Linked DNA regions of Mus musculus: regions 1, 2 and 4 are each linked to region 3. Evidence: chromatin contacts called from public HiChIP or PLAC-seq and promoter capture Hi-C data. All regions are on one chromosome and are shown on one strand. Each heading gives the region's core, a stretch centred on a gene start, on an enhancer-like site or on the middle of the called end of the contact. The rest is flanking DNA. Distances are from core to core; before and after follow the strand shown.

Region 1 (6,870 bases), core at 4,011-6,510, 140 kb after region 3:
CATCTCTTCACCCTTGAAACCCAGTCGGTCACAATCTCTTCAAGATGCCTTGAGGTCCTCCTGGAACATAGCTAAATTTCTGTGCCTGTCTGAGCCTTCTCCTGTCATCAGGTTGTGTCCCTGGTCTACTGCAATACAGGTTTGGTACCCCCATTAAATTCTGACAGATGCCAATGTTGTTCTTTTTATGCATTGAAGCCTATGTGGCAAGGGGACCCATAACTTGCTTAGTACCTGGTCTCCAGCTACATTCGCTTCATGCAGAGTGTACCTACAGAGTGGGGAGCGAGGAGCTCCGGGCGCTCCTTCTGTCTATAATCCAAACACTGTGAGGAAGCAGAACAAGTAAGAGTCTGCTCAATGGGGAGCTGGAGCTCAGCCATTAAGAGCACTCATGGCCTTTTCAGAAGACTCGGGTTCGATACCCAGCACCCACATGGTGGTTCTCGACTATCAGCAACACCAGTTCTCAGGGATCTAACAAATATGCACACACATGCAAGCAAAACAGTCATACACATAAAATAAATAAATCTTTAAAAAAAAAAAAAGGTCTGCTCTATGGGTCTCCCTGCTCTCGTGGATCATGCAGGCTGATATAACCCATGAAGACAGTGGGCACAGGGACGGCAAGGGGGAGGGGAGTCGGAAGCCCTGAGAGTACCTACTTTGAATGAACCACCACGGGACCAACCATCAGTAGGCAGATCAACTTTACTTAGGGTGACTGAAGGCTTATAAAGTTTTGGGGACTGAGAGGAGGGCCATCCAGGATGGACAAAGATCATTGGCTGGGGGGTTAGGGTACCTGGAATGGCCTCGTTAGCATGGGGAAGCATTTCAGGAGTCTCTGGTGCTAGCTGAACAGGTTTTATCAGGAGAAAGAAAATGGATCCTATAATCTAATTGAGGCTACGTGACATTTCTCAGACAGAAGCATGTGTGGGGGCTTAGAATTCCCCAGACAAGGTAAGGGAAGAAGCCCTGCTAATTAAGGGAGTCGTCTACCTTGCCGAGCTCAGAAGTTCAACTGTGTGTATTTCTTCAGGAATAGAATCCACTGCAAGCCTTGGAGTGGACTGACTAGGTCCTGAACACATAGGACTCATCTATCACAGAAGTACAGTGTCAGCAGCTTTGACATTATAGCCCCCTCGGCTATCTGACATGCTTGCTTGAAGGTGATGGTGTGTGTGGGTGTTTTCTGATTACATTTATATTCAAAACTTCCAAACTGGCTTCATGGCTCATTTATCTTAGCACTTTGGTTTATGTCATTAAGAAGTAAAAGGAACAACAAAAACCTTGAAATGTTCCTACCTCCTCTTCCTCTTCTTCCTCCTCCTCACCACCACCAAACTATGCATCTCCAATTTTAAACTAAATGAAGTGGCAGCTCTGTATGAAGCCTTGATTTAGGATACTGAGTTCCTCCCATGTCAGAAAAAGATATTTTATCTTATGCTTCATTTGCCATTTCCATCCACAAATTCAAATTTTGGGTTCATATTTTATCTCCAAAGCCTTGTTCTAACACCTGAATCCCTTGGGCTACCAGTTCATTTGCTTTAATTATGATTTATTGGGACATTGAGTCACCTAGTAACACCTGTGCTCTTTTAGTGTAGTTGATTCTGCACCTGTGTGAGGGACGTGGCAGCAGACCAGGGGCATCGTCAGAGCTGGGCTGCACCTGCCATTCCTTCATAACTATGGCAACACAGCAAAGAACTCGATCCACTAAAGCCTCCCTCCTCACTCACAAAAGGAGAGAGTTTTCAGCTCTGAATAAGAAACTTGCTAACACACTGTATCTGGAGAATACTACAGTCTCAAAAGGCAATCTTAGTCAATGGTCCATCTGCTACTCAACATTCTGCTTCCCTTCATGGCTGTTCGCTTTCTTGGTTTGGATTGCACTGATCTATTGCTACCTTCCAACCCTAACTAGGTATTTGGTCCTTCCTGTTTTCCTTTCTCTTCCCCAGCCCCCCCCCCCCACACACACACACAAGCACAAGCACACATGCACCTTCCCCTTCACGTCCTGAGTTCTCATCCCTCAGCCATCCCCCTTATTAGAAGGCCGCATACTGCTTTCCTCCCTGTTTTACTGGTGTGCAAGCTCCCATGTCAGACAGCTCAAACGAACTAAAACTCTACCTGTTAATGGCATCTGACTAAGAACGTGGAGAGAATCCTGTTCTGGGCACACATCCAAAGGAACTGAAATACTTCCTTCTTTTACGATTGTGCCAAATATTTTAAAGATATAGAGCCCTGATTCATTCATTGATCTTCTTCAAAAAGGGGGGCTCTGTTCATATAGGACTGTGCGCAAAAGCTAAGAGTGGTGTAATCCAGTGAGCAAGTCTGCTCTAAATTGCAGATGTTGAAAATCAGTCGATGAGAAGGTATTAAGAGACAGTCTTTAAGATTTCATCAAGCCATGAGAATGGGGCTCCCACAAGTGGGATTCGTGACTTTATGGAAGCAATCAATGCATGAGAGCTGCCTTCCTCTCCTTTTATCTTCTGCCTCTTCCACTTCATGAAGACAGCGTATCCAGCTGTCTGTCTCTGCTCCTTCCCCAGAGGATATAGCCATGGGGGCACAATCTTGGAAGCAAAGAGCAGTCCTCACCAGATGCCAGATCTGGTAAGTCCACCTGACTGCCCTCTCCTTCAAAACTGTGAGAAATAAACTTCTATTGTTTACAAATTGCCCAGTTTGGTATTTTGTTATAGCAGTTAAAATGGACTAAGATAACATAGAAGCAACTTAAATGTCCATTGACAGACAACAGGTAGAGAAAAAACATTTCATGAAATATGACTTCAATCTTTAAAAAGAAGGAAATCCATCCCACCATTTGTTAACAGTACAAATGAAACTAAGATGAGAAAACAAGAACTTTGTAATGGGAGAACTTTGTAATGGGAGGTATAGAACAAATTTAATTGACTCACGGAAGCAAAATGATACCTGTTAACAGGTGTGAGGAGGGAGGGAGAAATGTGGAGATGACAGCTACAGGGGACAAAGCTTCAGTCGCACAAGATGAATTGGCCCCAGAGGTCTTCTGTGCACTGAAGTGTCTACAGCTAATAGTACTCTTTTCTATATTTATAATTCTGCTAAATGGTCAGATCTTAATTATTCATGTCACACGCACAAAAATAATAAGGACATTTTAAATAATGGGCAAAAACCCTTGGAAGTAGCGAGCAGATTTATGGGAGACATATAATTATCTCTAAACTCATCAAGTTTTAAACATAACATATGTAGACCTTTTTGAAAGGCCAATCACAGCTCAAGATAAGCAATTTTGGAGGAAAATTCTCATTGTGCCAAAATATTTAATAATGCAAGACCCAATTTAGTCACTGTCCTTCTTTTAAAAACAGTAAGAGGAGAGAAAGGCTTCCTTTAGCCTAAACAGTCTCGGATTCTGAGTCTAATGGTTTTCTCAATTTTCTCAGAAATGCATCAAAATATAACCCTGCCACAGGCACATTCAAACATGTATAACTACTGGGGTCTGTCAGTTGGATGCTCAGCACCTACCAAAACCACATGTTGAAGGGTTGGGTCTCAATCTGTGATCCTATTGGATGGTGGTAGAACGTTCAGGACATAAGATCTAGTGTAGTTTTTCTCAACCCTCCTAATGCTGTTACCCTTTAATATACTTCCTTACATTGTAGTGACCCCCAACCATATAAATGATTTCATTGCTACTTCATAACTGCAATTTTCTTGCTGTTATGAACCATAATGTAAATATTTTTTTGGAGATAGACATTTGCCAGGGGTCACGACTCAAATTTGAGAACCACTGGTCTTGTGGAAGATGTGGAAGATGGAAGATGGAAGATGTATCAGTTCTTCCTGTCTATTTCCTCTTCTACAATCTCTCTTTATGCAAATATTTTCCCAGAAATGATTAATTTAGTTTGGAAGATCATCGTTCAAGTCTGAATACCACGGTCGAATGGAGGGAGGACTAAGCCAAACAATCATCTTAATGGCAGATAACAGAGTAGTTAGAGCTGCTCCCAGCAAAGACAATCTTACAGCAAGATGAGAACAAAGCCCTGGAAGACTCTTACCTTCACGGCACTTACGATCCTGATGCGAAAACCATACTCAGCTTTTTCAGGGCCTGAATCTGGAGAGGTGTTCCATATTAAAGACCAATAAAACCTGGCTTTAAACCAGACATGCAGAGGCCTGAAATAATTCATTAAACACACACATATCCTCTATCATCTAAGAAAGGAATATCCTAGCAAATATTTTGTTTGTACAGCACAGATGAAGCCACTACCATCTGCAACATGATGACCTCTGCCTTGTCTTTACTGGGACTTTTAAAAGACAGATGCTGTAGGGAGCCCCAGATGGAGGGGTCTTCATCGTGGCCTGTGATTCTGTCTTCTGAGATGGAGACTTGGAGGGAGTAAGGGCAGAAAGAAGGTGGTCGGAGTGGAGGGGAAAGAAGACTCAGTCCTGGATTCAATGAGTCACTTGAGGCAATGGTGTGTGTGTGTGGGAGGGAGGGCAAAGGTGCTTAGCTCTGAGCTCTGAACCACCTCACCCACTAAACCTCTGTGAAATGTTCACTTCCCACCAGTGATTGCTGGAGAGATTTTTCCACTGGGAGAATATGGAGACCCTTGGAGCACCGTACAGAGTGCAATAATAGCTGGCCATAGGGCACTGTGAGTCTCTTAGTTTGACTTAAACCCTAAAGGGAGCCATTAACTCTTACCATAAACAGAACTCAAAGGGAAAGATGAACTAACCACAGCCACCATAGGATAAACACCTGCAGATCTTTGCTGTTGATAATGGGTCAGAAACAGTATGGTTACTAGGAGTCAATAATGGAGAAGCCCTTTAGAGATCCTAAACTAGAATGTAACCTGCCACGCAATTACAATCACAACCACAGGAGCTCTGCTGACAAGGCTGTAAAGATTGCCCTTGGAAATCACAACAGTCCCATGTAGATTGTCTGCACAGTCAAATCCTCCCTCCTGCCTGAAGAAATCGGTTGTTATGGTAACAGAGTTCTCAGCAGCAAGCTACAGAAAATCATTTTTCATCCCCAGCAAGATGCCTTCCCCTCTTTGAAAAAAAGAATGCTACATTCAGTCAGACAAAATAACACAAAGCCCTAACCATGGACACTCTAGAATTCACAGATTCTTTCTTTACAAATCCAGCTCGCCACTCCTCCTCAACCCCCTTCTCTTTGAACGGATTTTGACAATGACATCATCCTCTCCGGTTCTTCACAGATGTTCAGATAGTCAGTGGCCCGGTCAGCCTGGATAATCAGCCTTATGATTTGTTCATACCCTCTCCAACTCCAGTTGCAAATAATCTCAGTGGGATTCCTCCCCCGGGGAAACTGACCACACCGACCTTCCTGTTTGTCAAATCCACTCTCCTTCCTATGTTGTTGATTCCATTTCACAGCAAGTCCTCTATTCCTAAATGTTCTGGATTCATAGATCTGGGGATCCTTTTAAAAATATTTGTATTGGTGTTTACTTGTGCACAGTGATTTAAATGGAGACGTGGGGTAGGGAGACTGGAGCCATGGCTGCAATGTCAGATATGACGTGAGTTCCCCTGTGGGATGGAGGTGGAAGGCTCGGAGCTCTGAGGTATGAATCATCTCCCCATCAAGCCCCGGAGAAAGGTCCACTTCTCATCAATAGTCATGGGTTCATGAAACATTTTCACACAAGTACATCTTGTATTTTGGCCACATCTACCTGTTCCCATCTTTCCCTTCTCCCCAGTTCCCTTATTTTCGTGCATTGCCACAATCTAGCTTATGTTTTCATATGCTATACACAAACTATTTTATTTATCTAGATAAAATCTAAAATGAGCAAATGAGAAAAAATACAATATTTACATTCACTTATACAATGCTCTCCCCTTGTGTCTGCCTTCCTACAAACAACAGACTCTTGTCCTGCTTTATGGCTGAGTGTAGCTCCATTCTGACTGCATCACGTTGTCACTATGCATCGGTTGGCAGACTGGCTAATTCTACAACCTGGCTGTTTTAAACAGGTCCACAGTGAACACAGATGTGCAAGTATTTTTGATGTATCTCAATGGAGAGTCTTCAGGTAAGTATCCAGGATGTTAGCACTGGCCATATGGTGATCTTATGTTTAGTTTTTGAGGTGCACTGATTTTCATAGTGGCTGGACTTTGCCACACAGCTACATCAAGATGTGTAGCAATTCTACCTGGGGTGAGATGGATTCTCAATGTTATTTTATGTTCCGTTTGCCTAAGAGCTAAGGGTGTTGACAGTGTCTTCATATGCTTATTGGCCATTTGTATCTCATCTTTTGAGAACTGTTTATCTCACTGGCTCATTGATTGACTGACTCACTGACTGATTGATTGATTGATTGATTGATTGGTTGATTTCTTGGTAGTTGTTCTTTTAGGTTCCTTATATATTTTGGGTTTTTTTGTTGATTGTTTGTTTGTTTTTGTTTTTTGTGTTTTGGAGGTTTTGTTTTGTTTTGTTTTGTTTTCTTGAGACAGGTTTTCTCTGTGTAGCCCTGGCTGTCCTGGAACTCACTCTATAGACCAGGCTGGCCTCGAACTCAGAAATCCACCTGCCTCTGCCTCCCAAGTGCTGGGATTAAAGGTGTGCGGCACCACCACCTGGCATTTTTTTTTCCTTATATATTTTGAATAGTTGTCTTTTGTTAGATGTGTAGCTAGCAAAGATCCTATCTAGTAGTTGTCAGTTCACTGGATCTGTTATCTCCTTTGGCACAATTCGATGTAATCTCTAAAGGACTCATTTTCCTTCCTGGCTGT
Region 2 (7,415 bases), core at 4,127-6,626, 170 kb after region 3:
TTCTTTTTCTTTTTTTGGGGGGACGGAGGTTGCAAGAAGAGAGGGAAGAAATGAAGGGATGGAGAGATGAGTGGGATCAGGTGAGGTATATGATGTGAAATTCACGAAGATTCAATAAAAAGTTTTTAAAAATTATTTCACATCAATACTCTAAAATAAATTTAAGTAAACATTTAAAATAGACACTTTATAAATTATAAAAGAATCATCTTATATGTTGTAACACCACATGGAGTAAGTCTTGTAATATTACTGCACAAAATTAAATGTATATGAGTATCTAATATAGGACATATGTTAGAAATTATCACTGTCATCTTAAACATGCTCATCTCTGAGTGAAAATTGTTTATCCATTTCTACTTCTGTGTATCGTGTGACTTTTATTTATACTGTTGATAGGATTTAAAAGCATTTTGTTTGTTTACAGAAGGAGTAGAAGGAGTAGAGCCTATTCCCAAAGGTTAGCATGCATACGCCCCTCACCCCCTAATGTCATGTCCACACAAAGACAGGTTGCACTATGGTGTGCTATAGTAAGGGTGAGCAGGACCAGGCAGATGGGATAAGCTTGTCTGCAGGTCTTTTGGGAGGAGGGAGGACTTACCCATTCTGATCAGAACTTGCAAAGGCAGATATGAATGCCCAAGCATGACTGTTGCAATTTAATCTTCTGAAAGAACCAATGATAGTCCACTGGCATATCACTGAATTCTCTTGCAAATCACAGAGACAGTTTGAGTAAAGCAATTATAGAGGAATAGAAAGGCCAGAGCTGAAGCAGGGAGAGAGATGTACTGACTCAGTCCTGGAAATTAAAAACTGTGAATGTGTCTGTGTAAGTGTGTGTGTGAGAGAGAGAGAGAGACTCACACATACAAACAGAGAGAGAGAGAGAGATAGATTTATGGGTATGTGTGGGGGGTGAGGGTTGTCTGGGAGACAGAGTGAGGTTGAACTTTTAAGAGTCCTGACCTTGACAGATGACAATGATGACAATGGCCATCTCTTACTCTCCACCTTTCCCTATTCCCTCACCAAACCCTGCTGTGAACATCTCACCACAGGATCCAGCCCGCTGTTACCCTGGCACACAGCAAGATCCCTGCTTCCTTCTGAAATGCCATCTCATTCTTCCACGACACATGACTAAGTCTCAGGGCAGAGGTACATCTGTGCCTGTGCTTGTTAGTGTCAACTTCAGAGGGGAAAAAAAAAAATCTCATTTCCGGATTCTTGTGTACCGGTGCTGCCGAATCTGTTGTTGACTCTTCTTTTCTGAAACCGATTATCTGGATGCAGCTGGCTGGGTCACTGAAGATGACCTTTAAATTCTGGCCTTCCTGCTTCCACATCACAAGTGCTAAGGTCACACACATGTACTAAGGTTGAGCTCAGGACATTGTGCGTCCCGGGAGGCAGTGTGTCCACTGAGCTACATATCCCAACCTGTACTTCTAATCTCTTGATGTCCTTGCTGTAAAGTTCCCCAGTGGAAAGAAACAAACATAGATACTCTTAATTCTATTTGTTGCCCCTCCCACCCCCAAATTAAGGAATTGCTTAAGTCTACAAGATGTGAAGCAAAAGTGTACTACGGAATGTGGCTGATTTGTTATCTCAAAGCTCTGGGAAACAGCTGGGGTCTGAATTAGGTTTATCTAGAAGAACGCAATCAGTGAAAGACTGCAGGTAGGACAGGGAGGATGAAAGGAAGGGAGAGACAGACAGGCAGGCAGAGACAGAGACAGAGAGACACAGAGAGAGACAGAGACAGAGAGAGAAAGAGAAGAGAGAGGAGAGAGACAGACACAGAGAGGAGAGAGGGGAGAGAGAGGAGAGGGGGGAGAGAGATTCTTCATTCACAGCACCACGTTCACCAGACCCCTCTGGGCTCCACAGTTTTCCCGAAGCTCTGACAATCAAAACCCTTCATTCTGACAAAGGTCATCTCAAATATTAACCCTGCTAGAAATATTTTTCAATGCTCATAATCTAAACTGACCTCCCGCCCCATCCCACCTTCCCCGACTCAGAGAACTGTTTCCTCACTACCTTCAGAAGCCTCTCCTGCCAGACAGGTGGCTCTCACAGTCACTCTCTGCCTTCCAGATGAGAACAGTTAGGGCATCCTCAGGGCAGGCCAAATACACGTCCTAATGTCACAGGGCCCAGGAACTGGGAAGCCAGAGAGACTGACTTCAAACAGCTTGGAGAGTAAGTTTTAATTTCAAAGGCATTTGCCCCTGACGGAGCCCATTAGTAGGTGGGGCAGACCTTAGAGGGCCGGCTTTCCTGCATCTCCCTCAGTCCTCTAAGGCTTCCCTTAGTTGCTCAGGAGTCACAGCCGTGGGCAGGGGAAGCAGTGTGGGCTCTCAAGCCCAAGGATCTGCTGTGAGTTCTGACTGCTAGCCTCACCTGAGCACAGAAGCCCAGGCAGCCTCTCGAGGCATCTATTCACCTGCACATAGAGTGAGAATTGCATTGGTAGTACAGTGCAGCTGTGGGGACTAGTGGGGCATAGGTGATAAATGGCTTGCAGCGCAGGCTTCATTCAGCTCTCCGGTGCTTTTTGAGACGACTTCACTTGTCTGCCACTGCAGCCAAAGTGCCTCAGAGTCACAGAGACTGAAGGAGCTGGTCTCACCATATGCATAGGGTTTTTCTTGTCCTACGGTACTCTAGCCTAGAAGCTACTTTTGAAATAGGACGTTCCTTCAGTAGAATGTGTAGGCTTCCTGCTTTGAAGCACTCAGCATCTGGCAGGTCGCTGAGCTAATCAGCTAGCAAGCTTTCATGTCCTAGAGTTGTGGTTCTCAACCTCGGCTCTTGAGAACTGAATGGCTCTTTTACAGGAGTCATCTAAGACAATTCTGAAAAACACATGGATATTTACAGTAAGACTCATAACAGTAACAAAAGTACAGTTAGGAAGTAGCAATGGAAATAATTTTGTGTTTGGAGGTCACCACAACATAAGGAACTGCACTGAAGGGCTGCAGCATTGAGGAGGCTGAGGACCTCTGCCCTGGAGCCTGTCCTTTTTCTGACTCACTCAGCCCAGCTCCATCTCCAGCCTCCTGCTCTATCCCAGTTGGGGTTCCTGTCTAGAAATGATGAAGAGGAAAGGTCAGCCAAGGAAATGGTTTGGATGTGGAGAGAAATCAAAATCGCTGCTTTGTGAGCACAGGTGGGCAAGAGGCCAGGCAGAGGAGAGAGCAGGTGCTACTGCTGGCAACAGGTCTGGCTGAGGGATGCTAGGAGACTTTGCATGGAGGTAAGAGCTAAGAATTGGCTGTGCATCTTTATGCTGAAGAGCACCACTGACCTCTAATTAAAATACTCACCATGGCGTTCCTTCCCATCCTCTCCTGCCGCGGAGTGTTCTCACAAATGAGAACTCTGGTTCATGCATGGGCCTGGCCTCACTACCGTCACAGAAATGTAACCAGGATCTTTCCCTTCTGGCCAAGCTTCCCTCACCCATTCCAGCACGTTCTGAAAGTTTTCCATTTGCCTCATAAGCCAAGCTTCGACTCCTCCTGCAGGGGTCTTGGCAGACATGCTGAGTGCAGTTCTGCTTTACCCCCACAGCCCTCTTTGTGGGTATTTATTTATTATAATATTTATTATCTTGCACCTAAACTGTTGCTCTACTTATTTATGTGCCCGGTTGGCCCAGGGGCTTCTTTTAAAGTAGAATTGGTATTGTACATGAGCATGGACTTCACAAAGACATTTTCATACAGGTGTATCACCCATTTTAACCTTATTCTTGATTAAAACAGAGAGGTTAACACAGGGATAGAGACACCAGCTCAGAGTTTGGTCACTAAAGGGAACAAATTGGTGGGTGATGGTAAAGACAAGACACTCTCCTAAGTCCTTCCAGTCTGCTTGTGCTTTGCAGACGCTGGAGCCCGAGAAACCCTGCTCTCACTTGTGTGAGATGTGCCAACAGCACGTAATGGCTTGTTAGGGAACAGTTAGGGAGTGTGGTAGATGCAAAATGAGCCCCTCTACCTTCCAAAAGTGATTTACTACAGAAATGACTCAGCTTTCTTCTCTTCTCCTTCACCTGCTCTGCCCCTTGTGATGTAGCATCCACAAGGTAAGTCAGAGCATTTAAAGAAAACAGAAAGTCCTTTTCCTCTTGCCCCTGATGTTGCATAGAAATTTGCTATGCAATAAAAAAGCAATATTTTCTTAAGACATTCCCCTAGAACATAGCTTATAGGGCTTTCCAAACAGCACAAAAGAAAATTGAAAACCATCCTCTTGAGGGGTAGGAGAGACGGCTCAGAGGTTTAGAGCACTGGATGTTCTTCCAGAGGATCGGGGTTTGACCCTCAGCACCCATAGGGCAGCTCACAGTGACCTCTAACTCCAGTCCCAGGGGATCTGACACCCTCTTCTGGCCTCTGTGGATACCATATGGACACAGCACACTGAAATACACACAGGCAAAAAGCCCACACAGAGAAAGTAAACTAAAATGAGAAAAAAAAAATCGAAAAAATAACAAAACAGCTTGAGTTTAGCCCTTCTCAGAGGGAGCGACAGCCTGTTTTCCTTAGCTTAATCTGTTGTTGTTGTTGTTTGTTTGTTTTTGTTTTTGTTTTTCAAGACAGGGTTTCTCTGTGTAGCCCTGGCTGTCCTGGAACTCACTCTGTAGACCAGGCTGGCCTTGAATTCAGAAATCCACCTGCCTTTGCTGCCCAAGTGCTGGGATTAAAGGCGTGTGTCACCACTGGCCAGCTTCCTTAACTTAATCTTAATTCAAATATATTATACATTCTTTCTCCCTCTTCTATCCTTCTCTGGGAGAACAGGAGTCCTTTGAGCAGCCACAGTAGAGAATAACAGCAAAGGAAAGAGTAAAACTGAAAAGTACTGACAAAGCCAGAGATCCAGTCTTCAAAAACCACTAACGTAGCTAAACCTTGAAAGATATCAGTGCAGATGGGAAAGAGGGCAGGTCAAATTCTTAATAGCTGAGTAGTACTCCATTGTGTAAATGTACCACATTTTCTGTACCCATCCTTCTGTTGTACCCATCCTTCTGTTGTGGGACATCTGGGTTGTTTCCAGCTTCTTGCTATCACAGATAAGGCCGCTATGAACATAATGGAGCATGTTCCCCTGTGGCATGGTGGGGTATCTTTGGGTATACGCCCAAGAGTGATATAGCTGGGTCTCCTGGTAGATCTATTTCCAATTTTCTGAGGAACCTCCAGATTGATTTCCAGAGTGGTTGTACCAGTTTGCAATCCCACCAGCAATGGAGGAGTGTTCCTCCTTCCCCACATTCTGGACAACACATGCTGTCACCTGAGTTTTTGATCTTAGCCATTCTGATTGGTGTACGGTAGAATCTCAAAGTCATTTTGATTTGCATTTCCCTGATGACTAAGGACTTTGCACATTTCTTTAAGTGCTTCTCGGCCATTGTTTGCTTTTTTTGAATGTTAGCTTCTTAAAGCTAAATTGGGATCCAGCTCAAGGGGAGGCTCCAAGGCCTGACACTATTACTGATGTTATGGTGTGTTTACAGACAGGAGCTGAGCATGGTGGCCCTCCGAGAGGCCCAACAAGCAGCAGAAAGAGCCAGATGCAGATACTTACACCCAACCAATAGACAGAAGCTGGGAACTCCTGTAGTTGAATTAGGGAAAGACTGGAAGAAGCTGAGGAGGAGGGCGACCCCATAGGAAGACCAGCAATCTCAACTAACCTGGACCCCCGAGATCCTTTCAGACACTGAGCCACCAACCAGGCAGCATACACCAGCTGATATAAGATCTCTGACACATAGACAGCAGAGGCCTGCCTGTTGTGGCAGACCTAACCCTCAAGAGACTTGAGGCCCCAGGGAGTGGGGAGGTCTGGTAGAGAGGGGGTAGGGTGGCAATATCCTCTTGGGAGACTTGGGGGGGTGGGACAAGGTGGAAGGAGGAATGGAATGAGGAACTGTCAGAGGGTGAACTGGGAGGGGGAAAACGACTGGGTTGTAAAAAACGATCAAAGAATAATAAAATAATGATTTTTTAAAAAGAGAGAGAATGGGTCAAAATGGCCTCAGCTGCGTGGAGGCCATACTACAGCCAAAACATCAGCAAACAGACATAAAAGGAGCAACAACACAACTGCTCTGTCTGTGTGTGTATGCACACATGTGTGTCTGTCATTCTGGGGGTTGAACCAGGGCCTTTTGCCTTGTTAGGTAAGAACTCTACTACTGAGTTACATTCTTGGTCCTAAAAAATAAAAAAAAAATACTTTTAATAATTTCCCTCAGTTCATTAGAAAAGTTAGATGAAGCAAATAATTTTCTAAATAAATAATACCTAGCAAAACTGACTCAAAAGTGGAAAACACAAAACCAGACAGACTTTAAAATATTAAAGAAAATGAATCAAGTTTTAAAAAATATTGATAAAAGTTATTTAGGTGATAGCCACTAGCTACTGAAGGAACAAGTAGATCTCTGTTGGAAGAACTATATCATAAATAGAAGTAGACAATTGCACACCCCAAAATACATGTCATGTGGCTGATATGACTTTGGTATCAAAATCGGGTTGGGGTGATAAAAGAAAGAAAATAACATTCAGGCCACTTTTATGTACATTAAGAAAAAATATTAGTAAATACTTCAAATATTAAAAAGTGTTCATGGTAATATTTGTACTCACCTGAGTTTATCCAATATATATTATATTGGATATATATGTATGTGTATGTATATGTGAGTATATATATATATATACACACATGCATATACACATATACACATACATACATACGTACAGGTATGGCCAGATTTAGAACAATCAACTTTATGTGTTTTACTTATTAGCATATTAGCTTCTTAAAGGAGGAAGAGCTCAGTACACACACACACACAGAGGAAAACCCTCCTTGGTAGGTTGAAGATGTCATCCAGTTAGTAGCACAGTTGTCTGCCTACCTTTGCTGTTAGACAGTTGCTTGCCAGCGCCTGCCCATCTGCCTGCTGCTGAAGGCCTGTTGAAAACTATTTTCCTAATCAAAAAGTATTACACCAATACTAGCTGTTATTATTAAATATTCCAGACAAGAGGAGCAAGAGGAGACTGTTTAGCCTGAACCCTGCTCCCACAGGAATGCTACACCACATCTCTGGAAGGCCTTGTGCATATGATGATGTCTTTCCTGTTTGAAGGAAACTGTCATTTCTGTTTGCCCAGGGTAGGGAGCCATCCTACCCACTGAATTACATCCCACCAGAAACTCAGTGGCCAAATAAGGGAATAGACCTGGTGGCTAGCTCAGGAGAGGGAATGGGGAAGAAGGGAAGACATGCCAGAGCCACATGTCCCAGTGGGCTAGTGTCCGTCCCTCAGTGTGCTTCCCCAGACACCCATGTGCTAGGA
Region 3 (6,664 bases), core at 3,917-6,416:
GAACAAAGCACAATATCGATCAAAGTCTGCAGCAGTCCAGGAATAACTCCTATGAAGGCTATAACAATTATGAAGAACTTTTAACATAGGAATCTTTGTTCTATCTCAATAGTATTTAATGGTGTTTCTTACTTAAGTTTCCGTTTCATAGACATTTTAGATAGATGTACACTTACATGAGAGCTAGTATTATGCAGTATTTGAAATTAGATGTCTTTCAGTCGGCATGTCAGAGCAGAAATCTTGGATATGCTGTTTTTAGTTATATGAACTTCAGAAATTTATTTTTTAGATATTAACTTTTCCACAGTGTAGCTACTACTATCTACTTTAAAATGTAGCAAAATTAGCAAAATTGAATAACAGAAAAATTATGCAGCCATGCCCAGCAAACACTCTCAAAAATATAACTAAAAAAAAAATAACAAAGTCTAACAATTAAACAAGTTATCAAAAAATTTAGTGAATGGTATACCATATAATTCAGTGTGGAAAACTTTGAGTCTTATCAAAATGTTTTTAAATTCAGACCTTGGTTTGAATCCATGGGTATAGACACAGGCTATTCATCATACATCCTTTACATCACAGCTGTATTTATTACCTCTACAGGACTATTAATAGACTTATTACTCTACCAAGAGGACTAAATGTCACAGCTGAGCTGTAAATAATTGTGTTAGCCTTGGTGAGTGCAGGTGAGATGAGGTTGCATGAATTAGTTACACCAACTGCATCATACAGGGTCTTATAAATATCTGAAGTTTAGTGTTATCTCAATAAGAAATTGCCAAGGACCTGCCTCAGCTTGAGAGAGGGTCCTGAGGAAGAGGTGAATGGGAGCGGTGGAAGAAATGATTCAAAGTCAATGATGGGTGCAAGCTGACAGGTCAGCAGTCTGCTGAGATGGCTCCTCAGATAGCTCTCTCTTGCAGAGCAAATCCCATTCTTTCATTTTGCATAAGCTACTTCCTTAGGAATTGCATATTAATTCAATCGTTTTCCCCAGGTACCCTCTTGATTATTCCATGAATCAGCATTCTCTGACCTTAGCCCCTTTGACTCTAAAGACAGAGCCACATGGCCAAAGCTGCATTCACTGCTTTCTATAGGTGGAACATGGCCCCATTGTTCTATTAGACAGACCCTGAACTCAGAGATCTACGTGGCTCTTTCTCCTGAATGGTGAGATTAAAGGTGTGTACCACCATGCCTGGACCTAAGCTTTTCTTCCCCTAAAACTTATTCTGTCCCAGGCTGGCCTTGAACTCAGAAATCTGCTTGCCTTTGTCTCCTGATTAAAGGAGTGTACCACCATGCCTAGGCCCAAGTTTTTCATGGTCACTATTCCTCAAGACCCAGAACAAAAGCCTGTGTCTTCCAGTCTCAAGATCTGGATCATTTCTGGATTGTAGTTCATTCCAGATTAAAAATCGAAACCATTCCGTCTTCAACTGCAAACACAAACAATAAGTGTAGCTGGGTGGGATCTTGCCTGGGATCACAACTACCTAAATCTGTTTGTCTCTGTGAACACAGGATTCAGCTCCATTTCACTTTCTGGAGCTTCTTTACTTGAATCATACATTTTGTTTTTTTAGTTTAGCAAGCTCTTGTTTTTTAAGCTATTCCTTTGCCTTTCAATGATCCAGGTTTTTTCCCCTCTATTGACCAATCATGTCTCCTTCCTTACTATCTTTCTAAGCTGGCTCATTAGTGTAGCTGCCTCTGTTCTTTCAAGTCTATGAAGCCCCTTGTACAATTCATAATTGCATCCTTATATTTTTGTAGTTGAGAAATCCTGTAAAAAAAAAAAAACCAGTTCTCACAGTGATTGATGTATTCTTGAACTCATGTTTTCAGGGTTCTTTCCCATAGACTTAAGGGCTGTCCTGAAAGTCATAGCCACCAAACTGCTGAGAAACACCAAACACACCTTCACCTCCTGGAATTGTGCTGTTTCTGATTATCATGGAGTCATTAACCTTGGCAGAGAGAACAGTCCCTGATAACCTTGGCAAGGACATTCCCAAAGAAGGAACATGAAATATATACATATACATATACATATGTGTGTGTGTGTGTGTGTGTGTAAGTATGAGAATATATATATATTATTATTATGCAAACAAACCTTACACCTACAGCAACCATCAGCACTCCAGGAGCCCCACATCCTGCCGGCTCTGCTCCAGGGGTAGCAACTGTGTCACATGGTCTCTTCTACCGCTATGCCTGATCTAGCAAGAATTCTTTGAAGGATCCTAAATAATGAACTAACCTAGTTTATGTTGTCAAATAATGACCTCTTATATAGACAATGTCATTGTATAGACAGTATGCTAGGGGGAACAAGTGAAAAAGCAGGAGGTTAGGGAAGTAGTTCAGGAAATAATGTTGTGGGTCAAAACATCAGCACTTAAGATTTAGAGAAGTGAATTGAAGGAAGACACATTTCAAAGGTAGTTTGGCATGATTGAGTACATATAGGGAAGAGAAAACTGCAAGATTTATGTCAAGTAATTGCTATGTCACATGAGAATTAGAGAAATAAGTATATGAAAAGAATAAAATCAAGGCTTCTGTGGCTGAAAGGAATGGCTCAGTGGGTAACGTGTTTGTGGTGCAAGAATGAGGACCAGAGTTAAGATCCACAGCACTATGTAAAAGCTAGGTGGGGAGTAATAGATGGCTGTAATCAGAGCATTCAGGGCAGAGACAGGGGATCCTCAGAGCAAGCTGGATAGCTAGACTAGTCAATCGTAAGCGCTGGGCTCTAGTGAGAGACCTTGCCTTAATGGATTAGGTAGAAAACAGTTGAAGAAGACATCCAATCGTCAACCTATGACCTCCATATACATGCACACTCAGGTGTTCTCACACACATGCATACACACAAGCAAAAACGCAAGGCTTCTATTACTTTAGAGATGGCTCTAGTGTGTGGTGGGCATAGTGCATGCACTGAAGAGGTAGAGGCATATGGATCTCTGAGTTGGAGGCCAGCTTGGTCTACAGAGAGATGTTTCTAGGGTATTATGTGAATATATATGAATTAGGTTATCATACATAGAACACTGTGGGGAGCCGCACTCACATTTGCCATTATAAGATGGCGCTGACAGCTGTGTTCTAAGTAGTAAATAATCTGCACATGTGCAGGGGCAGTTTTCCCGCCATGTGCTCTGCCTTTCTCGTGATGACAACTAGGCCGATGGGCTGCAGCCAATCAGGGAGTGACACGTCCTAGGTGGAGGATAATTCTCCTTAAAAGGGACGGGGTTCTGGCACTCCCTCTCTTCGTCTCTTCGTCTCTTTGTCTCTTTCTCTTCGTCTTTTCCTCTGCTCTCTTCCTCTGCTCTCTGCCTCTCTCTCTCTGCCCCTCTCTCTGCCTCTCTCTGCGTCTCTCTCTCTCTTCCTCTCTGCCTCTCTCTGCCGCGCTCTTCCTCTCTTGCTCCTGAGTAAGCAATAAAGCTTTGCCGCAGAAGATTCTGGCTTGTTGCGTCTTTCCTGGCCGGTCGCAAACGCGCGTAAGAGAACACTAGAGCTCAAAGGGAAATCTAGAACAAGCACAAATAGGGTTTTCATATTAACTAAGGTTATGTCATAGAAATTTGTTTTCTACAATCTTGCAACACCCTATGAGAAAATTAGCAACCCCCACCAAGAATTGTTTTAGTAGTCTGGTGCGGGTAAAGCTGAATTGGAAAATCTAACGAAAGATGGATAAGGTGAAAATAAACTAACAGTTTGGGAGACGAGGCCTAACTTTCTGTTTCCCAGAAATGAGACCCTAAGTCCAGGAACCTGTGGTCAGCAAACCAAGCCACAGGCAGCCAATCTGTGGACACCTTGTCATCTGGCCTGAAGTAAGAATAGGTATCTAGAATGGATAAGAGATCCCTCCCCACCCCAAACCTGGGAAGTCTCCAGAGCCCTAACCAATTGTAGAATCAGTCAAACTTCTAGAGATAGAGCTAACCAATCAAGGCAAAATGGCACAAATTCCTCCCTGGAATTCCCCTAACTGACAAATATAAAAGCTAGGCCTGCAAGCCCACTCACTACATGTGTCCATTCCTGAATGAGGAGACCCCTCCTTGCAGGAAATTCTGCTGAATAAACATTCTTTGCTTTTGCATACTACTTAGTTTAGGGTATCATTCTCCCAAGATCTTGGACCCTAACAAGTTGATGGTAAAAAATAACTATGGTGAGTGAGACTGAAATGAGACCTCAAGTGGAAAAAAATCCCCCAACTTTCTCAGCTTGTGTACATGACTAGCCACCATAGCTCTTCTTGCCGCACTCCTTTAACAGTTGTCTGGGCTACTTGTCTGCTTCACGGAACCCACGTCTATAGGGCATGGAATGTGCTCAATTCAGTATGTACTAAAAGAAAAGCCATAAGCTGAATTAAGTTGACTTGTAAATTGTAAAATTTAAATAATGTACATAATGCTCTCACCAAGCTTAAAATGGTAGCTTAAAACAGGTCTCTATTATTGCATTTTAATCGGATAGTTTCTGGCTTGTACACACTCAGATGTCAATATGCATTGTTGAGTGAAAAGTTCAGGCCAGAAAGGAGGTACAGAACTATGTATACCAGAGGCAAAGACCTTTACTGTTTGAAGATTTTACTTTCATTCCAAAATGTTGTCTTCTGATTTGGTGTGCCTGTGTATACGTATCCAGAGAGCGAAAGAAAGAGGAGAGAGAGAGCGGGTAAAAAAGTAAAATAAAATAAAAACTCAAGCAAACCACTGCAGAAGAGAGCTTTGAAAAGCAGGATACCAGAAAAACCAGAGCTGCTGAACTAGTGCAAGGCTCTCACTGAGAATCTTGGTATTGTGTATTTTCAAATGCTTGTCCACTGGGTGGCGGACATCTCTTCTAACACCGGAATTATTTCTAATGCATTTGTACTTTTCTCATAACACCCACACAAGGCTTATTACTTGAAGGAAATCAACCCTCTTACACCGTTTTTAAAACTTTCAACCTGGACAGTAGCCTTCAAATGAAAAGGGTGGGAAAGGCTGGAAAGAAGAGCAGCTCGCTGCGGAAGGACGAGCACAAAGGGACTAAACTACAACTCCCAGAAAGCCACGCGCTGGCTCTAGATGGTGCGCTTGCGCCTGGGTCTTCCCGGCCGGCTAGCTGAGCTCGGGATTTCCGGGAGTAAGAGAAAGCGGGATGTGCACACTGCTGCCGCGCCCACGTCCCTTACGGCCGCCACATCCTGCAGAGCCGTGAAGGTTCCAATCTTTATTTGAGAGTCACCAGAAGACTGACAGCTTGTCTGGCTGCTCCCTGGGTCACGTGGCAGGCAGGATCACGTGACACCCGGGAGCCCGCCTGTAGGGGTCTGTTGCCCTGACAACAGCCCGCTCGCCGGGACTTTCCGGGAGAGCGCGGGCTCCCAGGAGCAGGTAGGTGAGGCGTTGTGGCTGTCTGCGACCCTGTTGTTGTTTCCAGGTTGTACCTCAGGCAGGGTCTCCGAACTTTGTTTTGCGCATTACTCCGCTCCTCTGTCGGGACTCCAAGTCTTTGCTTCGAGCTAGCCCCCAAATCTGCGCTTCCTGCAGCCTGGACTGAGCTGAGGGCCCTTTCGTGGGGTTTGCCTCTGACTAACCTGTTTGTCCAACTCCTCATCCTGACCCTAAGACCTCTTAGTCGAAAATGCAAATAAAAGCACTAAGTATTCCACTGAAAGATGGTGGGCAAACCTGCTGCCGTCCCTTAGAAAAGAAAACTAGCGTTTGTTCGTGTTGCCCTAAAGAGTTAAATCCAAAGGTTTAGGACAGATCTGAAGATGGCCTCTCCTAGCTGAAGTCCAGCTTTGAGACAACTTGACTAGATCCCATTAAAGGTGCTCGCGGCATTGTTTCTTTTAGCCTGCCTTTGCTTCAAGAGAAACATAAATAGTAGTTAATGTGTGTCATTAACTTCCAAGGGTATTCTGTGCTCGTTGGGGATGTTTTAAGACAGGATTGCACTATATAGCTCAGACTAACCTGAAATTCAGGCTTGTAACTCAGGCTAACCTCCCAACTAAAGAGCTGTCTGTCTCCTAAGTGTAGAAATCTCTGGGATGCACCACTAAATTCTTTATTATATTCTGAGTCTTATAAATTCACTTAGTTTATGTCTGGAAAAAAATCCTGATTATAGAAAGTCTATTTTGCAAAACCCTTAATTTGAAAATACGTGAATCCGGAAGCACAACCTGTATACTGTGCTTTACAAGAAAAAATATTAGTCTTTCCACTCCTGCTCTTTTAATTTTTTTTTTTTTAATATTCTCTGTGAGGACCTGGATTCTGAGAGGTATTAGCAGAGACAAATACATATACAGTGGAAAAGATCCTGGAGCCCACCTCTTAGCGACTGGATGAAATGTAATGATCAACCTTGAGAAGACATACTTCATAAGCTACTTTCCCAAGTCAGTTAGCTTCAATGAATTAGACCTCCAATGGTGTCTCGTAATTGCAATATAACTGTCAAGTTACATCATATATATGTGTGTACATATATAAAACTGTCTTGAGAAGTTGAAGTTTAAAGTAGTGTTGTTTTAATGATGTTTAATGATTGTTTTCCTCCAGAGGTGTTTATTTTTCCATCTGTTTCTGTCATTTAGTGTTTCCAATGCTGT
Region 4 (6,744 bases), core at 1,995-4,494, 260 kb after region 3:
TGTGTGTGTGTGTGTACGTGTGCTGAGCTCTGTTCAAGAGCCCTAGTACAATCTGTATTCTAAAATCAAGGACAATCTCTTTCATATAAAACGACTTACCTAATTCCCAGCCATTATTCAAATATTCACCAATGGTCACATGCTGCCTTTTATACCTCTTCTCTTCCTGTTCTGAGATCAATATGGAACCATGAACTGGTCCAGTTGTTTTCCAGTAGTGATCAATGAGGGATCATGTGGAGGTGCCCACATTTACTACTATTAGTATGATTTCAAATTTATGCTTTCTTAGCTCCACCACTCCTCCTAGGACATTAGGAGCCACCATGGGCCTCTAGTGTTTAGGTTAAAAAACAATCTAGTGATCATACTCTGAGTCACAGTTTTCTGAGTCATAGAATTCTGTTGAGTGTTACAGCTTGAATGTGAAATGTCCCCCACAGGCTCATGCGCCAGACCACCCAGTGCCTTTGATGGTGTTATTTTGGAAGGGTAGGACCATGGCCTAGTTAGCGGAAGTGAGTAGTTGGGAGTGGGCCTCGAAAGCGGTACAGCTCAAGTTCTACCTGAGCCCTCTGCTTCCTGCCTACCAGGATGTGAGGAGCTGAGCCAAGTTCATCTCGCCTGGAATGGGCCACTTCTGTGCAAGGGACTATTTTCCCTGAGACCATGAGCTAAGATAAATCTTTTCCATTGTAAGTTGTTGTTGTTTTGGCAGACATTTTGCTCATGATAATGGGAGAATTAACATGGTGATATTAGTTGAATTAATCCCTTAAAACTCTACCTGGGGGGGTCTCACAGGAATGGGATTGATATGTGTATTCAATTAATACATATATGTTCAACGAGTGTGTGTGTGTGTGTGTGTGTGTGTGTGTGTGTAGTGTGTGTCTTAGGGTTTCATTGCTATGAAGATATACCATGACCATGGCACCTCTTATAAAAGACAACATTTACTTGGGGCTATCTTATAGTTCATAGGTTCTGTCCATTATCATTATGGCAGGAAGTATGGCAGTCTCCACACAGGTATAGAATTGGAGAAGCTGATAGATCTACCTCTTGTTCCAAATGCAGCTAGAAGACTGACTTCCATGTGGCTAGGAGGAGGGTCTCAAAGCCCATCCCCACAGTGACATATTTCCTCCAACAAAGCCACACCTACTCCAACAAGGATACACCTCCTTGTAGTGCCACTCCTGGGCCAAGCATATTCAAACCATTACACACACAAAGAGAGAGACACACAGAGACATACATATATGTATATATATATTCATATACACATACAAGTACATACACATAAATATATACATGTAAGTGTTAAAGACTGCCTTTATGTAACAAGGACTTGGCCTTCCAACAATGGCCATCTATCTGCTGGAGAGTCAGAAACCTCTGTAGTTGTTCAGGCCATGAAGGTGGATGCCTCAGCAGTCTGAGTCTGATGCTGAAATCCTTGTTCCTAAGTATCAATGACGTTCCACACAGGAAGGCAGAAGCAGCTGGTATCTGGAGCCAGGAGAGGATGGCACTAACATCATCATCATCATCATCATCATCATCATCATCGTCATCATCATCATCGTCATCATCATCATGATGCAGCAGCAGCCGCAGAGACAAACATTCTCACTCATGAACAAGTGAAGGCAGGCAAAAGTACAGTCCCTATCCCGTTTAGTATTGGGCCACCCATTGGAAGGTGCTGCCCATTCTCAAGAAGGATCTTCTCCACTCAGTTCATTCTTTCTAAAAACAGCCTCCCAGGAGTATGTGAGAGCTATGTCTCCTCAGTGACTCCAGGTTCTGTCAAGCTGCTGATCAAGAGTAACTAACTGTCACAGAGAGAAACACAATGCTTACAGATAAAAGAAGAAGAAGAAGAGGAGGAGGAGGAGGAGGAGGAGGAGGAGGAGGAGGAGGAAGTAGTAGTAGTAAATTCTCGGTATCTGCACCAAAGATGTGCAAGACTTTTTAAACTCTTTTATACAATGCAACCAGCATATGGGGAAGTAGGTTGTCTTAGCAGACAAATGACAGAGCTAAGTTTGGTCTCAAGCAACATGACTCCAGGATTGTGCTTATAGTCACTGTATTATTAAGTAACCAAGAGCCAGTGGGGAGCCCTGAGATACTACCTAGAAGGCACAGCTTCCAGATGGCTGGTCTGCAGAGAGCCAGGCTCCTTTCCTATGGTTCACGGCCATGCACTCTTCTAACTCTCAGAGAGAAGAGTTGCTCTTGGTTCTAGAGACCCTGAAATTGTATTTGTAACTGTCATCCAAGAACAACGATATTGGAGCAGATAACTGTCATGTTGTCAGGTTTCGCCGTCATGACAAACGGAGATAATCAACTGATAAGGAGGAAGGTTGCTTTGGTTTATAATTCCAAAGGTTTCACTCAATGTCCAGGAGGCCCTGTGACTTCTGAGCTTGTGGCAGGAAATGCATGGTGCCTGGAAGCCAGGAAGCAAGGAAAGAATAAAAGGAGGAAGAGGAGGAGGTATTGGGGGGGAGGGGAGGAGGAGGAAGAAAAGGAGGAAGAGGAAGAGTAGTAGTAGTTGTTGCAGTAGTAGTTGTTGTAGTAGTAGTTGTTGTAGTAGTAGCAGTAGTAGTAGGAAGACTAAGGTCTTGACATCTTTAAGGGCATACCCCTAGGGACCTAAATTCCTGTCATTGGGTCTCATCTCTTAATGGTCTACCACATCCCTGTGCATAAAAAGCTGGTGACCAAGCCTTCAAAGTGTGAATCCTTGGGGGATATATTTGACTTCAACAATAGTAGCATTTAGGTACTGAAAATCTTAAAATGTATGTATGTGTATATATATATATATATGGCAACCAACTGACCACAGTAGAGCTGAATTTGAGTGCATAATGCTTGCTTAGGATGGGTTTACTAGTGACCCCATCATTTCAAGATAGTAGGTTAACTAATGACCCCATTATCTCAGGACAGTCCCTCAGCTGTGCCTGCTGTGCTCTGAGTCAGAGAGCTATCAGGGTTGACCTTCCCAGTGTGCCACTGTGATAGACAGTGGGGGATGTTCCCGTTTTGTGTGGAAAGGTATCTTACCATGGCAAGTAATGCACTCTCATCCCATTCTATTTAAATGTCTCCTCAAATTCTCATTCTCCCAGGAACCCCAAAGCTCCCTTCTTGAGTCTCCCCAGAGTTCTGCAGTATGAGTCAGCTTGTTTCTGTCTCCCACTGCTGGCTCTGCTCTGGTGTCAGTTTTCTTCACAGGGATGAGTCAGTCATGGCCCGCCATCCCCTCCTCTTCCCTTTGTGTCTGTGCACATGGCCTATTTTGGTTTCCTTACCATCCCTTGAGCAGCATTTATTAGGGAACTGAGAAAAGTAAGCCTGTTCAATCTGCATTTCTAGACTCTCTCTCTCTTTATATCATTAAACTTAAGTCATATTAAAGCTGAATCAAGAGAATCTCATCTAGATCAGAACTGAATCCTCCTTCTAATCTGATCATACTGACATATTGCCAAAGAAGAAATTAGAGAGGATTTTTCCCCTCCTTAATAATGTTAATTCTAGCAAGATACCACAAAAGCTGGTTTCTATATAAGAGTCTCCTTAAGAACATCACAATAAGTTTACTATGTCACAATCATACACAATGCCTCCTGGGGCTGAGTATAGTGGGTTCTTATACAAATTGGTAGGAATCACAAGTGGATCTAGAAAGTGAATTTTCCTTTTTTCCTTTTACTTATTCTTCTCTTGTATATTATGTTCTCCCTTCCCTCCCCTGAGTCTCTCCTCTAGACTTCCCCTTTCCCCACCCCCACCCCCACCAGATCCAACCCACTTCACCTCCCTCAGAAAAGATCAAGCCTTCCAAAGGACCTCGACTATATACAACATAACAAGCTAAGTAAGACCAGACATGTATTCTCACATCAAGGCTGGGCAAGGTGAGCCAGTATTAGGAAAAGCATCCCAAAGACAAGCAAAAGAGTCAGAGATCGGTCCTGCTCCCACTGTTAGCAATCCCACCAGAACACAGACACACATAACCATAACATATGCAGAGGGCCTAGATTAGACCCATAGAAGTTCCCTGATATCTAGGAGCTCACTTGAGTCCCAGTCAGTTGATTTTGTGGGCTGTGTTCTTGTGGTATCCTTGATCACCCTGGTCCTCTGATCCTTCTTTGCCAGGACTCCCTGAGCTTCACATAATGTTTGGCTGTGAGACTGCATCTGCTACCATCAGCTGCTGGATGAGGTCTGTCTGGTCTCTTTGATGAGGGTTATGCTAGGCTCCAGTCCCAGCACATCCTGCAGGCAGGACAAATTGTAGGTAGGAGGGTTTGTGGCTGGCTTGGTGTCCCAATTCCTTCACTGGAGGCCTTGCCTAGTTATAAAGGATGGCTCCTTTAGACCCTAGGCTCCCCATTACTAGGAGACTTTGCTGGAGTTACCCCTTCTAGATTCCATGGAGTTTTCTCTCACACCAGGCTTCCACTTGCTCCCAACCCTCCCCCTCCCCCCATTCCAGTCATCTCTCCCACTAGTCTCTCCCTCCATCCCCAGCCACCTGAAAACCAATTTCTTTTACTAGGGTGAGGACATTGCTTCTCCCTGCCCCACTTGTAGCTTTCTATCTTGTCACCAATTGCTCCATCAAAGTTGCGTTTTGCTCGCCAGTGGGGAATTTGCTAGAAGCACAAACTGAAGGTGGCTGAAAAGCATTAAATAGAGAAAGATGGAGCAAGGATAACAATCTCTGCAAAAGGTCAGAGTGCTGCAGTGGAGGGCACTGCTATTCGAGACCCATTGTCAGATGGTCCGTTCTCACTACAGTATCAAGATTTAAGACCTGTAGTTATCCTATACCTCAACCCAGCCACTGCTAGGGGATCTTACCAAATCTAGAGACTAAGAAAGATAGCTCAGCAGTTAAGAGCATATACTGTTCTTTTAGGGAACCCAAGTTCAGTTCCCCACACCCACACCAGGTAGCTCACAACCACCTGTACCTCCACCAGTCCCTGATCTCCCAGAGCAACCACATTCATGTCGTCCTGGGTAGTGTGATGGTTAGTGCTAATTATCCTCTTGGCAGAATCTAGAATCACCTGGGAGATGTGTTTCTGGACATGTCTCTTGGGATTATCTTAATTAAGTTAATTGTGTTGGAAGACATCATATCTGCCAGCAGGATATGCCTTGAGAGGGTATACTGGGCGGTATCCTTCAGCATTATTATTCATGGTTCTTGCTTTTTTGCTGTGGTTCCCGCCAGGCTCCTCCTCCTGCTATGGTGACTTCTTCACTAGGGTGGACTGCACCCTCAAACTGTGAACCAAAACAAGCTTTTCCTTCCTTAGGTTTCTTTCGGCAGAACATTGTGTCACAGGAACTGCAAAGATGAGAAGCACACATGGGGACTGGATTTTATGCTGTCATGTGTATACCTTCAGAGGTATATACTGCATGTCTCTCGGCATTATCCACTCACCAGTACGATGGACTGAGGTCAGGCAGATCTGCACCCTCAGGTTTCAGCTTCTGGGAAACGGGAAAGCAGAGCTAGGAATTCTGACCTCCAAGAATTCTCCAGAAAGAGATCAGGTTGCTGTCAGGGGGAAGCTGTGTATTCGACACCTGCGGACCCCCCCAGCCCCCCTCAGCTCTGCCTTTGGCTTTGGCTTCCGCATCTGGGTATTAGTCCTGACAAGTTAAGCTGTGCCACACTCACAAATGGATCCCCAGCTTCAGCAGCTTGATATATTCCAAGTTGATGTGATTGGGGGGAATGCAAAGCCAGAGCAAAACCAGGGACAAACAGTATTTCATGTTCCAGGTCTGGAAGTGGCTCTCATTACTTCAGCCTGTGGCCCTTGCCACAGGCCATTACCTGTCCTAACATCATTCATACTGTCAGAGATCTCTGGGTCTGGAGGCTCTTGTGTGTACAGAAGAAAAACAGGATGGCTGGGAAAGCCCAGGGATACCTGTGTCATGTGCCAGGAGGATTTTGCTAGGTGATCATGGAGTCAGATAAGGACTCCACTCCCTAGACCCGCTCTCTTCACCACTGCCCAGCTAGAACTCCCCCCAGATCAGTTTCTCAGCACCTCAGGTCCTGTCTGGTATTGTCCTTGTTTGGTTTTTTTCTTTCCTTCACCCCACAACCTCTTCATCTCTCCCCTTCACCCTCCCAGCAGACTTCAGTGGCTCATTAAGTCTGGAGCATAGATCAAAGCTGCAGGAAGAGACAGTTCCCTTTTTTCAAGGGCATGGAGGGCTCAGTCTTTGAAAACTCCCAGAGAGCGAGGAAATAATTACATGCCAACCCTCTAAGTCAGCAAAGAAAGAAGAAAGAATAAAATATTTCATAGCCAAAATGACCAACTATCCACATTCTGTTGAACATTTAATGTCATTATTCCTCATCCCCGTGGACTTCTAACAGACCAAGACCCCTACCATCTTCGTCTGGACTGTTCTGAGTCTAGGCTTTCATTCTGCAGGGGTAATTTGCTAAAACAGAAAACTGATCCAAGTGCTTCATCATTTAGAAACCTGTAATCCAGGAGTCCTCACCAGCATGGTACCCAGGCTTAGCAACAACAGTATCCAAATCCAAATCCTCTAAAACCTATGGCTGTATTTACACACATGCTCGAATGGGCTGTGCAGGTGTGGTGAAGAGTGTCCAGCTGGAAGGCTACCCTGGGTTATCAGGACAGGGCAATAATTACAGAT

The links. Promoter capture Hi-C pulls out the DNA fragments that hold promoters and counts their contacts. HiChIP or PLAC-seq counts read pairs in DNA pulled down with a chosen protein or histone mark.
Region 1: a promoter capture Hi-C map of neural stem cells shows a contact between it and region 3. The contact joins the enhancer-like site here to the promoter of Cep162 in region 3. A contact is called at or near these places in 3 of 39 promoter capture datasets (the C10 cell line, neural stem cells and stem cell-derived epiblast-like cells), 7 of 484 Hi-C or Micro-C datasets (the G1E-ER4 cell line, the HL-1 cell line, embryonic stem cells and 2 more), 7 of 115 datasets of contacts at active chromatin or transcription factors (the 230-238 cell line, the SCID.adh cell line, embryonic stem cells and 1 more) and 1 of 9 other capture datasets (pancreatic islet).
Region 2: a promoter capture Hi-C map of trophoblast stem cells shows a contact between it and region 3, with 2.9 times the contacts expected there. The contact joins the enhancer-like site here to the promoter of Cep162 in region 3. A contact is called at or near these places in 12 of 39 promoter capture datasets (the 3T3-L1 cell line, 3T3-L1-derived adipocytes, the C10 cell line and 7 more), 2 of 15 datasets of contacts at CTCF or cohesin (pro-B cells and stem cell-derived epiblast-like cells), 28 of 484 Hi-C or Micro-C datasets (the AML12 cell line, the Ba/F3 cell line, the G1E-ER4 cell line and 17 more), 8 of 115 datasets of contacts at active chromatin or transcription factors (embryonic stem cells, epiblast stem cells, large pre-B cells and 3 more) and 3 of 9 other capture datasets (adipose tissue, embryonic stem cells and pancreatic islet).
Region 4: a contact with region 3 is called in an H3K4me3 HiChIP or PLAC-seq map of bone marrow-derived macrophages, with 2.7 times the contacts expected there. The contact joins the enhancer-like site here to the promoter of Cep162 in region 3. A contact is called at or near these places in 2 of 39 promoter capture datasets (neural stem cells and pre-B cells), 5 of 115 datasets of contacts at active chromatin or transcription factors (the SCID.adh cell line, bone marrow-derived macrophages, embryonic stem cells and 1 more) and 1 of 9 other capture datasets (adipose tissue).

What each region holds. Positions count from the first base shown.
Region 1 is chr9:87,113,996-87,120,865 of GRCm38.p6, reverse strand. No RefSeq gene overlaps it. Among named protein-coding and RNA genes, the nearest start is that of Mrap2, 27 kb to the left of the region's middle. Within about 2 kb of position 5,260, at least 37 of the 459 cell types and tissues checked have an H3K27ac peak or open chromatin away from gene starts, as enhancers often do. A contact at or near this core is called in neural stem cells, where this site is marked.
Region 2 is chr9:87,082,987-87,090,401 of GRCm38.p6, reverse strand. No RefSeq gene overlaps it. Among named protein-coding and RNA genes, the nearest start is that of Mrap2, 58 kb to the left of the region's middle. Within about 2 kb of position 5,376, at least 7 of the 459 cell types and tissues checked have an H3K27ac peak or open chromatin away from gene starts, as enhancers often do. A contact at or near this core is called in trophoblast stem cells, where this site is marked.
Region 3 is chr9:87,254,034-87,260,697 of GRCm38.p6, reverse strand. It overlaps Cep162 (centrosomal protein 162), which reads left to right and starts at 5,166. Exons shown (of 27, transcript NM_199316.2): 1 at 5,166-5,435; 2 at 6,650-6,664.
Region 4 is chr9:86,996,636-87,003,379 of GRCm38.p6, reverse strand. All of the region lies in intron 2 of Gm36539 (a long non-coding RNA gene), which reads left to right. Among named protein-coding and RNA genes, the nearest start is that of Gm36539, 6.1 kb to the left of the region's middle. Within about 2 kb of position 3,244, at least 42 of the 459 cell types and tissues checked have an H3K27ac peak or open chromatin away from gene starts, as enhancers often do. A contact at or near this core is called in bone marrow-derived macrophages and neural stem cells, where this site is marked.